Linked DNA regions of Mus musculus: all the other regions are linked to region 1. Evidence: chromatin contacts called from public Hi-C and HiChIP or PLAC-seq data. All regions are on one chromosome and are shown on one strand. The core of a region is the stretch at or near the end of the contact, and the rest is flanking DNA. Distances in the headings are between cores, read along the strand shown. Region 1 has its middle 18 kb from the start of Rnu3a. Region 2 has its middle 49 kb from the start of Slc22a16. Region 3 has its middle 46 kb from the start of Gm32234. Region 4 overlaps Cdk19 (cyclin-dependent kinase 19).

Region 1 (3,204 bases), core at 343-2,842:
TACTTACATATAAGAGAGAGAGAGAGAGAGAGAGAGAGAGAGAGAGAGAGAGAGAGAGAGAACTGACTGCTCTTCCAGAAATCCTGAGCTCAATTCCCAGCCACCACATGGTGGCTCACAACCATCTGTAATGGGATCGGATGCTCTCCTTTGGTGTATCTGAAGATAATGACAGTGTATTCATATACATAAAATAGATAAATCTTGGGGAGGGGGTGAAGAAAAAGAGGAAGAGGGGGAAGTGGAAGAAGAAGGAGGCAGAGGAGAAGAAAGACGAGTTATTTTAAGGTCAGCAAGCTGTCTCAGTAAGTAGAACTGCCTAAGTTCAATCCCCAAATCCTTCAAGGTAGAAGAGAAATGACTTCTGACAGCTGACTTCTGACCACCACATGAACTCTATGGTGCATGAGCACCAACACACACACAGCACATATACCATACACACACAGAAACACACAACACACACACAGCACACATACCACACACACACAGAAACACACAACACACACACAGCACACATACCACACACACACAGAAACACACAACACATACACACACAGAAGCACACATACCACACACACACAGAAACACACAACACATACACACACAGAAACACACAACACACACAGCACATATACCATACACACACACACACACACAACTTTTAACAGATCCTTTATCTATCTGTAGCCCCTGTAAGGCTGAAGCAGGAAGATCACAAACCAATTTGGGCTACACAGTGAGTCTCAGGCTATTCTGAGTAAAAGTGAGACCCTATGTCAGTGTGTGTGTGTGTGTGTGTGTGTGTGTGTGTGTGTGTGTGTGTGTGTGTCCATCCATCTGTAAAACACTAAGAAAAAGTAATTTACTACAGAGTGAGTTCCAGGACAGCCAGGGCTATACAGAGAAAGCCTGTTATGAAAATCAAAAAAAAAAAAAAAGAAAGAAAGAGAGAAAGAAAGAAAGAAAGAAAGAAAGAAAGAAAGAAAGAAAGAAAGAAAGAAAGAAGAAAGAAAGAAGAAAGAAAGAGAGAGAAAAGAAAAGAAAAAGAAAAGGTAATTTAAATGTTCTTGTGATTGTTGTATTTAACAGGGTTGACAGTCTCCTGAGAAATGACAAAGGTTCACTGTAAGCATAACCTTGAAGTGCTGGAATTGGCAGCAGAGTCCACAGAACAGGGCTGACTTTCTGCTCCCAAGGTCACATTCTGGATTGGTTGTGAAGAATACTAGAGATGTGAGAGATGTGTCTATACACATATAGCAGAGCATAAAGCACGACTACAAGGATCGCTCTCAATAAAGAAGCAAAAAGAAAAATACTTGGGACCTTTTTCCCACCCCATATGCGCTAGGCCAGAGCTCCACCTCTGAGCTGTACCCTGACACTATAAGCAAGCTCTTCAGCTGCTTCTGCCTGCTTCAAAAAATAGGGGAACTGGGCTGCGTAACACCAAGGCCCCATATTGCCAGCAGCCCTGTTCCTTTTTAGGAACAAAAGGATCTTGTGGTTGAGACAGAACTAACAACAGTGAGCAGAGGACAGAGACCGAACTGCAGTGTCATTCACTCGGTAATGAAATATGAGGCACTCCATCATCACCGCGACACCCACAATTACAGCAGTCTGCCAGCACTTGCTGTAAAAAGAGCTCACTGTGCTCTCAAGATAGCCCAGTACAGATGTCAAGAAGTCCCGGTTCCTATCAGGGTTCCGGTCTTCTGAGCATCCCTCCTTCCTCAGGCACTTGTCCTGATAGGACCAGTCTCCACTCTGGAGAGTGTAAACTACTGGAGGGATATAGCCTTGTTCAAATCTCTATCCCATCTTACTATACAAAATGTCTTGCAGCTAGATAATAAGTATCATCAGATGATCACATATGGAGCAAGTACATTCCACACAAAATATTCATGTTTCCTTTATGCTAATTAAATAGATGACCCACGTAACAGGTTCATCCCCCTCTAGGAAGTACTAGCGGGCTGTTTATAGACTTTTATTAAACTGCAGCACCCTGGTGGCTCAGCACAGTGAGGAATGGTCTATATTGCCTGTTAATCTTTGAGTTCAGCTCAGCGAAGATGCACTTGCTGTGTCTTGCACCTTGTAAGCCTGGTACTTCACAACAAAGATACTAAGTTAATAGTCGATGATGGTCACGATCAACAGGAAAGGGACTAGCTTGTAAGGATTCCGGATCATTGATTACTACATTCATTCAAATGTTTGTTTCCAGAAGGACACTGCTTTGGGGTAACAGGTTCTGATCTTGGTAGGAGAGCCTGCAGCCTCTCTGAGCTCATTCCAAGGAAAGCCTTCTGGTAGAGTACTTTATCTTTTTAGCGTTCTTGAAAACTAGTGAATTTGGAAGAGAATAAAATGTAAGGGATGGAGGGTGTTGGGGGAAAAATGAAGGGAAGGAAGAAAGCAAAAGAGAGAAACAAGTTTTTTATTTATTTTGTTTTGGGGTTGTGGGGATTTGTTTGTTTATTGTTTTGTTTTGTTGTTGTTTTTTTCAAGACAGGGTTTCTCTGTATAGCCCTGGCTATACTGGAACTCACTTTGTAGACCAGGCTGGCCTTGAACTCAGACATCCACCTGCCTCTGCCTCCCGAGTGCTGGGATTAAAGGTGTGTGCCACCACACCCGGCTATAAAAAAATATTTTTTTTTGGTTTTGTTGTTTTTAAAGACAGGTTTGTCTGTCCTGGAACTTGCTCTGTAGACCAGACTGGTCTTGAACTCACAGAGTTCTGATTCATCGTCACTTTGTCACTCAATTGGACATCATTTTCAAACATGGATGCTTCTATGAACTCATTTTACCTTTTTTTGTTTGAGATTAAAGGTATGTCTGCATTCCAGCTAGAGGATTAAAGCTGTGTGTTCAAGGATGAGCCACGCCACAGCTAGAAACAGTTTTGTTTGGTTTTGGGTTAACCCAAACCTGTGTTCCACTCACATTTGGCTCCAAAACAAGATAACTCTATTTCCTTTGAAGTGAGAGTTGTGAGGTGGCTGGTGGATTGTGCACGCCTTTAATCCCAGCACTCAGGAGACAGAGGCAGGCGGATTTCTGAGTTGGAGGCCAGCCTGGTCTACAAAGTGAGTTCCAGGACAGCCAGGGCTACGCAGAGAAACCCTGTCTTGAAAAACTAACTAACTAACTAACTAACTAACTAACTAAATAAATAAATAAATA
Region 2 (3,204 bases), core at 519-3,018, 250 kb after region 1:
TGACCTTTTCCACCCATGAGGTCTGGGACAAGATGGCCTCTGTCTTGAATGGTCTATCTGGGCGTAGGGGCTGAGGATATAAGCCGATGTCTCTCCCTCTGCTCTTCTGATCTTTTTTAGTGCTATCTTCTGTCTCACTGACCTAGTCCTGCTAATGTCAGTCTCCTGAAAAGCACTCTTTTAAGTTTACTATGTGGTATTTGCCTTTTCATTGGTATCTATCTATCTATCTATCTATCTATCTATCTATCTATCTATCCATCATAACTTGGATACAATAATTACATATAATTTCACCATGTCTTTGTTTATAGCAGGAAGTCCAACATAGAACATGGTTGCAAAAAAAAATATCTAAAACATACTTAAACATGAGCTGGCAACCATGATGAATGCCTGCTGTCCCAGCTACTTGGGTGACTGAGACAGAAGACCAGACATTTGAGCCTCAACAATGTAGGAAGACCCTGACTTGAGACAAACTAAAACAAGATAAGCCAGGTGTGGTGGTGCACACCTTTAAACCCAGCAGTCAGAAGGCAGAAACAGGCAGATCTCTGTGAGTTCAAGGCCAGCCTAGTCTACATAGTGAGCTCCAAGCCATATAGAGAGACGCAGTAAAACTCTGTCTCCAATATAAATAAATAAATAAATAAATAAATAAATAAATAAATAAATAAATGGATCATGTGCCTTTCCCACATCAAACTTAACATGGCTGGGGTCCTCAAAGCCTCAGGACTTGGGCACTGTGCATAGCACACCCTGTCAATGTGGTTCCTGTCTCAGTGATCAGTCTACAGAATTGTGACTCCAGTGGTTGAGTCTGATCTTGAAACTCCTTTTCAAGACCTTTCCCAATCCTCTATATCCGTAAAATAGTCAGGAATCCAAAAGGGAAGTTTTCAAAGTTCGGTCGTCTATGACAGCTAAGTTAGTATTGTACATGGTTCTCCTGATTCCAGTCATCGTGTTTTCAGGCCACCAATTAAAAGAAGTACAGGCCCCTTTGTGTGGATAAACACACAAGAACCAGACGCAACAGAAGGGACAGACGATACAAGTATACAGAGAGCTAGAAGAGTCCACCTTCTCTTCCAGCCTTTAGCTCTCTTATTGGCTTGATGATTGCCGCTTGGGGGCCCTGAGTACAGTCGGGTTCTGTGGGTAGTCTGTCCCTTGTGCTTATGTCCTGTCACTACTTTATGAGAACAGTTCTCTGGCTCCTGAAGCCACAGGCAGCTACGATCCCTCAGCCTTTGCGTTTATCTCAGTCATAGCCACACACGGCTCCATTTGTTTGCCGGATTCTTGGGTTATCCCACACTCTCCCACCTTACGGAAAGCATAGCTTAAGATCTCTTTTCTCCTGTGGCCTCAGCTCCATGCCATGCTTGCTCTGGGTCTCCTGCTCTTAGCTCTCTTGGCAGCTGGGGGCACGCACTATCCGACCGGAGACAACAGAGTCCAGCAAAGAATGAGTGATGTTCAGTGAAGGTTTACATATGATAGAATGTGGAGATTAAAAAGAAAACAACAACAACAACAAACAACAACAACATGGAGCTAAAGGTTTCCAGAGGCAGGCAGTTCAGCTTAATAAATAGCTCCTGCCAAGGGGAGTCTGGGAGACATAGGCAGGGGGAACATTGAATGGAGACCGTGGGACTGGGGAAGCAAGGTTGTTAAAGATGGAGACTATTTGCTTGAGTCTCTCATGTTGTAACCTGTGACTAATGCATTAGTCAGGCCGAGCACGTGGAAACTACACAATATGGCTTAGAAAAACATCTCAGTTCTCAAGAATAGCCTCCGAGCCAGACAATGCTGGAAGTAATTGAGAGTGAGGCGCGCATTGTGATTACTGCTCTCTGACATTGTAAACCACCAATCACTCAGCTGCTTCCTGAATTCCCAGCGTCGGGAGCACGGAAGCCCGTCTTTGTCAGTCAACTCGGGAAATGCTAACCTCCTATTAAATCTGTTTTTCACAGAGAAGGATCCCTGGAGTAAACGCCAAAGGAAGCTTAAGCTTCGCACTACCTTAGAGCGCTCATTTTCTTGTCCATACATAATGTTTATTTCAAAATTTTCATTGTCTCCCACTCTTTCTTAAAAGGGGTTGGAAGCGGTGCAAGGCCCGTTTCTCTCTTCTCACGCTGTCGCTCTCCTTACACAGGATGCTGGGCTCTGAAGCAGTGCCTGGTGGCAGTCCAATTGTTTTCTTTGTAGGAGATCTATCTTGTTTTTCTTATCTCCTTTAAAATCTTCCCTTTGAGTTTGGCAACTTTGCATTTTAAATGATGAGTCTGGCTGTTGTACAGGTTCATGGTGCAATGTCGGTCGGCCGAGTTTCTGGTGTGCGTGGAGCTGCGGCCTACATCAGCTCTGGAAACTCATTTAATGTTTTATTCGTCCAAATCTCTCCTTTTCTCTGATATCACTCCCCTTCCCTGGAGACTAGGTTGGTATTAAGAAGAGCCTCCCATCACGCTCCTGGGTCCGAGCCTCCCATCATGCTCCAGGAGCCTCGCTTCCCATCATGGTCCAGGTCTTAACCCTTTTTTCATATTTTCTATCTTTTCATCTCTTTATGTCATATCGTGGGTAATTTTCAGATACAGCTAATTATTTTTCAACTCTCTTTTTCTCTCTCTGCTATTTAGTGTTCTTTGATTCAAAAGATTTTGCATGGTCCATGGAAGACTGGAGGCTGAGAATCCAGAAAATTCTACAAGTTTCTTCTACTTTCTATATTTCTTCAGAATGCAGAAGGCTAGTTTGTTCCTCCTTAAAGGTTTAAGGGGGAAATGCAAGCTCTCCCGCCTTTCCGGAGGCCCAGGTCTCTGTGCAGACCGCCTTCCACCTCACTGACTCCCTCCCAGATTTCTTCTCACTGTACGTTTCTTGGACTTCAGAAAGTTTTTCTGCTCTCTGGGAGCCCAGCTGTGCACTAAAACTACCTTGTGTGTCAGGGCATCTTGCATGGTGGCAGGACAGCCTTCAGGGACTTGACTCTGGCATAACAGTGGGAGGGAAGGCTGTGTACACAGAATGTCGGGGACATATAGACACAGTGGCAAGATACACATCAGCCAGTGTCATGCTCCTCTCATCAAATATTTGAGAAGAAAACAATTATACGGGAAATAGAGAACCATTCAGATCTTGCTCTCTCTCTTGTTAACAACGTTTATGTATGTA
Region 3 (3,204 bases), core at 217-2,716, 220 kb after region 1:
GGAAGGCATCCCTCGCGGCACACACACCACGGTGCCACACGGATGCTTGGTATCAACCCCATCTCTTTACTCTGTTCACCTGGAACAGGAATTATTCTCTCTCTCTCTCCTTCTCCCTCTCCCTCTCCCTCTCCCTCTCCCTCTCTCTCTCTCTCTCTCTCTCTCTCTCTCTCTCTCTCTCTCTCTCTCTCCTCTCCCTCCTCTCCCTCCTCTCTCCTTCTCTCCTTCTCTCCTCTCTCTCCCCTCTTCTTCCCTTCTCCCCCTCTCTCTCTCCTCCCCCCCCCCATCTATCTTCATCCTGGAGACAGAATGTCCATGCAGTCCTACCTACCCTTAGTTACACCCCACCGCCCACATACATCATCGCTCCTTGCTGCCCTCTGTGCTGCAGATGATGTGCTATGCATATCTCAGGTTTGAACGCTGGCTCTCGTTGTCATGGGTCCTTATCCCGTGTTCTGGGAGATGGATGCATGTGTCCCCCCTTCACTGTTACCAACACTGAACATTACTGTGTGCAGAAGGTCTGGTAGACACTCATGAGTTAAAAAACAATGTCAACTTCTTTCTGTTATCAAAATTTGTTATAGTTTTTTATATCTCCTTGGTGACTAGTCTGTAATAACATGATAACAGAGCATACCAGTCTCCACAATTAGATGCTCAATAAACTCCTGAAATTTTAATTTTCCTCTCGTTGTGGTGGCACACAGGAAGCTGTTGAGTGAGAAACACTATTAGTCTGAGGCTAGCCTGAGCTATACAGTAGAACCCCTTTTTAAACAAAGACACCATTTCAGTTGCCCCCTCCCCCAACTCATTTGAACACAGGAATTAGTCATGGCTTCGAAGAACATTAGTTTTGAGCTTTCTTTCTAAAAAATTGTTGCATACGGATGTTTTGCCCCATGTATGTGTGTGCACCATGTGTGTGCTTGGTACCTGCAGAGGTCAGAAGAGGCTATCAGATTCCATGGAACTGGAATTACAGATGGTTGTGGGGTACCATGTGGGCGCTGGGAACTGAACCTAGGCTGTCTGAAAGAGCAGTCAGTGGACTTCACTGCTGAGCATCTCCATAGCCACCGGTGGGCTCTTTCTTTTATATGTACTAAAATAAATAAATAAATAAATAAATAAATAAATAAATAAATAAATTAAGTTGTGTGTGTGTGTGTGTGTGTGTGTGTGTGTATGCAGGCACAAGTGCCTGCAAGGACCAGAAGAGGGCATCAGGCCTCCTGGGGCTGGGTTAACAGGGGCGTGAGCAGCCTGAAGTGGGCCCTGGGAACTGAACTTAAGTCTTCTGCTAGAATGGAATATGCTCCACCCTTTCAAGCCATCTCTCCAGCCTAAAGAAGTCGCTATCATTTTCCTGTCCACGTGACGAGGCAGGGACCTATCAACGGGCAGAAGACCTGTCAGCCAGCTGTGCCTGCTCCCGCATGTCTCACCCCAGTGAAGCTTTTTTCCCAGGGTCAAAAAGCTCACAGAGTCTGAAGGCTCCTTCACCTGCCACAGGGTCAGTGTACGGTCTGCTATATATGTTTGGAATCCGTCCCTCATCGCTGAACAGAAAGTGTGTTTTATCATCAGACGCCTCCTCCTGACCCAGTTTCACAACCTTCCTCTTTCAGACTTTGCCTAAGTGAATTCTTTCAACAAATATACAAGTTAAAAAAGAAGTTAAAAAACCACCGTGTGCATGGTGGGGTCAGCTCTATTTTACATATACATGGTGCAGGTTACCCCAGGTGGACCTTACAGGGGCTCCTTCTGCCCAAGGAGTGGGCCTAGCACTGGCCAGCCACTGTCAGCTGCAGAGGGACAGGGCAGGGCAGGGCAGGGTAAGAGAGGCACTGAGCTGCTGAGCACACGGGAGGGAGAAGGAACCCCAGACCCTGCCGACTGCCTGAACACTCTGCACAAACACAAGTTCCGCTCCTTTGTGCTGCCCTGGAGTGTTTGCCAGCTCCCAGGTCACGTTGCAGGGGACCATGTGGTCTTGCAATGAAAGGCCCTATTGTGACCACTGGTCAACAAGGCAGGGCAAAGTCTGCCCTTGCAGCAAAACCAGGAACCTCCCCACTTTTACGTGCTGAGAAGAGTGTGTTTCGTATTGTGTAGATGGGGGTGGGGGCAGTTCCTTTAGAAAAACAAAAAAACAGAACAAAAGCCAGACCGAGGAGAGAGATACTTATCTGGTCATCGGCTCCTGCCCCAGTGGTTTTAAATAACTCAAGCAGTGGGCTTACTGTTCCCATTGCCTATTCCTCGTATCCCGCATCTTTCTGTTACTGCTGACATTGTCCTTTTCACGAACTTCCTCTCACGCTAGCCCTGAGCTCCTGTCGGGAATTCTCACTCATCAAGAGATGGCAGACTGTTAAAAAATATGTAGATATATTCAATAAATATTCTGTTCACATGCACAGAGACATGGAAGAGCTTTTAATACAGAGCTTCAACTGGTTTGGAACAGTTGTTATAGACAAATGCTGTGTAGTAGGCAGAGTGTTCATCGAAAATATGAGTTATTGTTGAGTGTGGTGGTGTATGCTTATAATGTGAAATCTCGGGAGGGAAACTGAGGCAGGAGCATCGGGGAATGCAGGGTGAGATCCTGTCTCAAAAAATAAAAAAGAAGCTGGGCGTGGTGGCGCACGCCTTTAATCCCAGCACTGGGGAGGCAGAGGCAGGCGGATTTCTGAGTTCGAGGCCAGCCTGGTCTACAAAGTGAGTTCCAGGACAGCCAGGCGATACAGAGAAACACTGTCTCAAAAAAAAAAAAAAAAGAACAAAACCCCACAAAGAAACAAGAAATAGCAACAAGAGCTTGGGCTTCTGTGGGTAAATTAGTCTGAGTGCTGACTGGGTGCGGCAGCACACCCAGCTGGCTCCCAGTTTCCTTGTCTATGAGATAACACACAGGCTCACAGGGGTCCTTGATGCTCAGCTCCAGCCACAGCTTTGCTGTCTGACTCATGCTGGTGCGTCAGTTCCATGATATCCAATTATTCTGGAATGGGCCGGGGTAGTTGCTATCCACAGGGACTGGAAGCATCCACCTTTTCAATGGAGCAACATCAGTAGAGGCTGACATCACCGAGAGTGTAGACCACAGTAAGTATTGGAATGCAGAAGAGAGGGAGACCGGGAGAGCAACAGATGCCATTTTCACCATAACATGCAGGATTCAAATTC
Region 4 (3,204 bases), core at 191-2,690, 190 kb after region 1:
CTCAAAGTGAGCAAAGTAGCTTATTGTGAGCAGACATGAGTAGACATCACCAAGAAACACACATTCAAGTCTCCACTCCAAAGTGGATGTGGTTGCATGGACTTTTATTCTCCCAGAGCAAATCATAAATCAAGGTATCTCCCAAATATGTGGACGGGGTCATATCAACATAGATAAATTGTGCTATGGGTTTCAGATGTCACTTAATAACATTCTTCAGATCTAGCTTGTGCCTGTGCATGATTCCAAAGGTTTTACCTGATGTTTGAAAGAATGGTAAGTCAGACAGAGGTGCAGACAACAGATGGCTGTTCAGGGAACTAGAGAGCTGAGATAGTTTGGCTCTGGGTCTGCAGCATTCCAACTCTGCAATCACAAGGTTTACATTGGTGGGTTAGTCTTGTTGTGACTTTTTCTGCACCACTTCAGTTCATACCTCATCTTGTTTTCTTTAGCATTTGTATCCTTGTACCTCATGTTGCTGCCCCTACCCCCCATTGCTTCTTTACTTCTAGGATATCCTTACTGTTCACCCTTTGGTCTCACTCACCATAACTTGTTATAATCTGACCTTTGCCCTGGCAGATCCAGTGGCTTGTGTGTCAGTCACTGTTGTTGATCCCTGCGTGGTCTGGCCCTGAGGCTTGCTCTGTCTTGGTCTGCGTGTTCCTCTGCCCTGGGCTGCTGCTGTTCTTGCGCTCCTCGGTGTGCTGCTTGAGGACACCTTTAGCACCTGTTTGGGACACAGCTTCCCTCTATAATTGTTTCTTCAAGGGTGTGACAGTGTATGACCTCAAATGTTAGCTGTAATAAAAGTGAGTCTACAATTCGATGTCTGTTCTCTCTCTTTATTTTTCCTCGCAACCCAAACGCCATTGTCCTCCAGCTGACTCATCATCTTCATCTTAGACTCTGACTTTTGTCAATCACTATGTTCCTCTTAATCACCCAAGTGTGGCCAACATAAAATTCAGTTCTCTACTCAGGGAATTTTAAAGAATTTTAAGATGATAGCTTTGATATAAACAATAAAATGGAGCAATAACAGTAAGAGTAACTATAATTGGTTCAGTGGCTTATAAACTTTGTCTTAATGCCACGTTCCTGTGTCTATGGTACTGGAGCCTCGTGCACACCAGATGTGTACTTCCCCCACCATGCTATTTCCCCAGCCCCAGAATTACCCTTTAAAGACAGGAAAGTGGGGACTAAAGGCACAGTTTGTGGCAGGGTGCTTGCATAGCATGCATGAGACCCTGGGCTCAATTTCCAGGGTTTAAAAAAAAAGAGCAGATACTTGTTGAAGGTTTTAGTGTAGTTCTCATTGGGCTCAGAACACTACAGTTGAGTGGAAGAGGAGGTGCATTGTATCCGCTCCTGCCCAGCATCCTCAAGCACCCTGCAGTCTGGCTTATGCCCACAGTCCTAGTACTCAGAGGTGGAGAAGAGAGGATTGTCTGGGGCGATACTGTTTAGCTGTTCTTACCTAACATCCCTGCTCCCTCCCTAACTCAAAAGATTTCAACTTCAAAGTCCAGCTCCACTTTCACTTTCCTTTGTCTGCTTCCGCTGTGGTTAAAGCATCCTTCTACCAGGGACTTTAAAGGAGATGTGGACCCCCTGCCCTGGCTCTTAGTGCTCCTTAGGGGGAACCAGCAGAACTGGCTCCTGTGAAATGCAGACTGCTGGGTGCTAGGCTTTGGTGCTGCCCCTCATCTGATGTCTGATGTTGCCTAGTTAGCACCACAAACATCCATTTCATTAGACACTTTCACATGCATTGTGTTTTAGAAAACAGCCAAAACTATGGTTAGGTCAGTAATTATTTGGAAAGGCACCTGTAAAGTTCGTTCAGTAGAATGGAACTGTGCTTATTTTCTTCTCGCCTTAGCTCCATTTGACAGTGAATTAAACAAAATTAAGAGATGGTGTCAGGTATGGCAGCACACACATTAGTCCCAGCACTTGGGAGGCAAAGGCCAGCCAGAGTTAACATGGAGAGGCCCTGTCTCCAAAGCTAACTAACTAACTAATTAATTAATTAAAATTTAAAAATTTAGTTAGGAGGCAAAGAAAAAGAAGAGAAACATTAGCTTTTGCCTTTACTATAACACGCTTTTCAGTGGGCAGAACAGCATCCTACTGTACATTTCCATCGTCATACTTTACCAACAGCCACAGTTAGCTTCTACCTTATATAAAATAGTGCTGTCAACATTGTATAATAATAAAAATAGATGTAATATTGGTGAAAATATTGACTTTTTGTTATCACTAGAGAAATTTAGTTTTTAAGGGGTAAACATTAGCACAGATTTCCTTGGTTAGCTTTTCTCTTTTTAAGAGCTCAATACTCCAAAGCAGCTTCATGAAGCATTATAAATTATTCAAACTCTAAAGAAACAATATAGTCAATTATAATTTAATGCATATTACAGCATACTTAGATTAAATGATCCATTATAGTTACCTGCATTTGTACTTTTTATAGTGCATTTGGGTCCATTACACATTCAAAATGTACTGTGTATATTGTGTATTTTAAATTATAGAGATTTGTCATTCTTGTGACTCTGCCTTTGTGGTTTGTGATTACCATGTATATAACTTACTGGATGTCAATCAATGTTAAGAATCTAGCTACTAGAAGGCTGGCTGATGTCTTAGTTGAAGCGCCTAACACACAAGCATGAAAGACCTGAGTTCAGACCCCCAGCACCCACATTGAAAGTTAGTCTTTTACCCTAGAGCTAGGAGTGCAGGGGTTGGAAACATGAGGATTCTAGAGCTTGTTGGCCAGCCAGCCAAGCCAGTGTAGAAGTATTGAGTTCAGGGAGAGACACTGTCTCAAAAAATAAGGTGAGGAGTGTTGTGTGACTAATCTTTCTGGGGAAACTCTACACACTCAACCTACACACCCCAGATAGGGAGCTCATGACAGAGCAGAGTACAGCCGCTACCAGAGAACATCTTCATCGCTCATTGGTTACTTAGCAGAATAGGTGAAAGGTTGCTTATAGGAGCAGAAATGATCAAAGACAGATACATCACCAAAGCACACCTCAGCACAGGTGACAGCTCACAAAAAACTGGAACCTGGAGCACACTGTGCAGCTTACAGGTAGCTCAGTAGGTTGAGTGTCCTTTCCAAGTGACTCAGTTGGTTTAAACCTCTTCCAGGCAAGTGGGCTTGTCTCTTCTTCG

The links. A called contact is a pair of places that touch in the nucleus more often than the background predicts. HiChIP or PLAC-seq counts read pairs in DNA pulled down with a chosen protein or histone mark.
Region 2: a Hi-C map of bone marrow-derived macrophages shows a contact between it and region 1, with 47 read pairs. The contact joins two enhancer-like sites. A contact is called at or near these places in 7 of 15 datasets of contacts at CTCF or cohesin (CD8 T cells, the G1E-ER4 cell line, the NIH/3T3 cell line and 3 more), 229 of 484 Hi-C or Micro-C datasets (the 4T1 cell line, the AML12 cell line, the AtT-20 cell line and 118 more), 33 of 115 datasets of contacts at active chromatin or transcription factors (the 230-238 cell line, CD4 single positive thymocytes, CD8 T cells and 22 more) and 5 of 9 other capture datasets (adipose tissue, bone marrow-derived macrophages, embryonic stem cells and 2 more).
Region 3: a contact with region 1 is called in an H3K4me3 HiChIP or PLAC-seq map of bone marrow-derived macrophages, with 4 times the contacts expected there. The contact joins two enhancer-like sites. A contact is called at or near these places in 8 of 484 Hi-C or Micro-C datasets (the AML12 cell line, CD4 T cells, bone marrow-derived macrophages and 4 more), 9 of 115 datasets of contacts at active chromatin or transcription factors (the HPC-7 cell line, bone marrow-derived macrophages, double positive thymocytes and 5 more) and 3 of 9 other capture datasets (adipose tissue, liver and pancreatic islet).
Region 4: an H3K4me3 HiChIP or PLAC-seq map of bone marrow-derived macrophages shows a contact between it and region 1, with 4 times the contacts expected there. The contact joins two enhancer-like sites. A contact is called at or near these places in 4 of 484 Hi-C or Micro-C datasets (the G1E-ER4 cell line, bone marrow-derived macrophages, cumulus cells and 1 more), 2 of 115 datasets of contacts at active chromatin or transcription factors (the HPC-7 cell line and bone marrow-derived macrophages) and 3 of 9 other capture datasets (adipose tissue, embryonic stem cells and liver).

Annotation. Positions count from the first base shown.
Region 1 is chr10:40,274,624-40,277,827 of GRCm38.p6, forward strand. No RefSeq gene overlaps it. Among named protein-coding and RNA genes, the nearest start is that of Rnu3a, 18 kb to the left of the region's middle. Within about 2 kb of position 1,593, at least 93 of the 459 cell types and tissues checked have an H3K27ac peak or open chromatin away from gene starts, as enhancers often do. A contact at or near this core is called in the BV-2 cell line, the C2C12 cell line, the HPC-7 cell line and 3 more, where this site is marked.
Region 2 is chr10:40,519,948-40,523,151 of GRCm38.p6, forward strand. No RefSeq gene overlaps it. Among named protein-coding and RNA genes, the nearest start is that of Slc22a16, 49 kb to the right of the region's middle. Within about 2 kb of position 1,769, at least 106 of the 459 cell types and tissues checked have an H3K27ac peak or open chromatin away from gene starts, as enhancers often do. A contact at or near this core is called in the BV-2 cell line, the C2C12 cell line, bone marrow-derived macrophages and 2 more, where this site is marked.
Region 3 is chr10:40,498,020-40,501,223 of GRCm38.p6, forward strand. No RefSeq gene overlaps it. Among named protein-coding and RNA genes, the nearest start is that of Gm32234, 46 kb to the left of the region's middle. Within about 2 kb of position 1,467, at least 162 of the 459 cell types and tissues checked have an H3K27ac peak or open chromatin away from gene starts, as enhancers often do. A contact at or near this core is called in the HPC-7 cell line, bone marrow-derived macrophages and microglia, where this site is marked.
Region 4 is chr10:40,460,896-40,464,099 of GRCm38.p6, forward strand. All of the region lies in intron 5 of Cdk19 (cyclin-dependent kinase 19), which reads left to right. It overlaps Gm32234, which reads left to right. Exons shown (of 2, transcript XM_011243251.2): 1 at 1-3,204. Among named protein-coding and RNA genes, the nearest start is that of Gm32234, 8.4 kb to the left of the region's middle. Within about 2 kb of position 1,441, at least 85 of the 459 cell types and tissues checked have an H3K27ac peak or open chromatin away from gene starts, as enhancers often do. A contact at or near this core is called in bone marrow-derived macrophages, where this site is marked.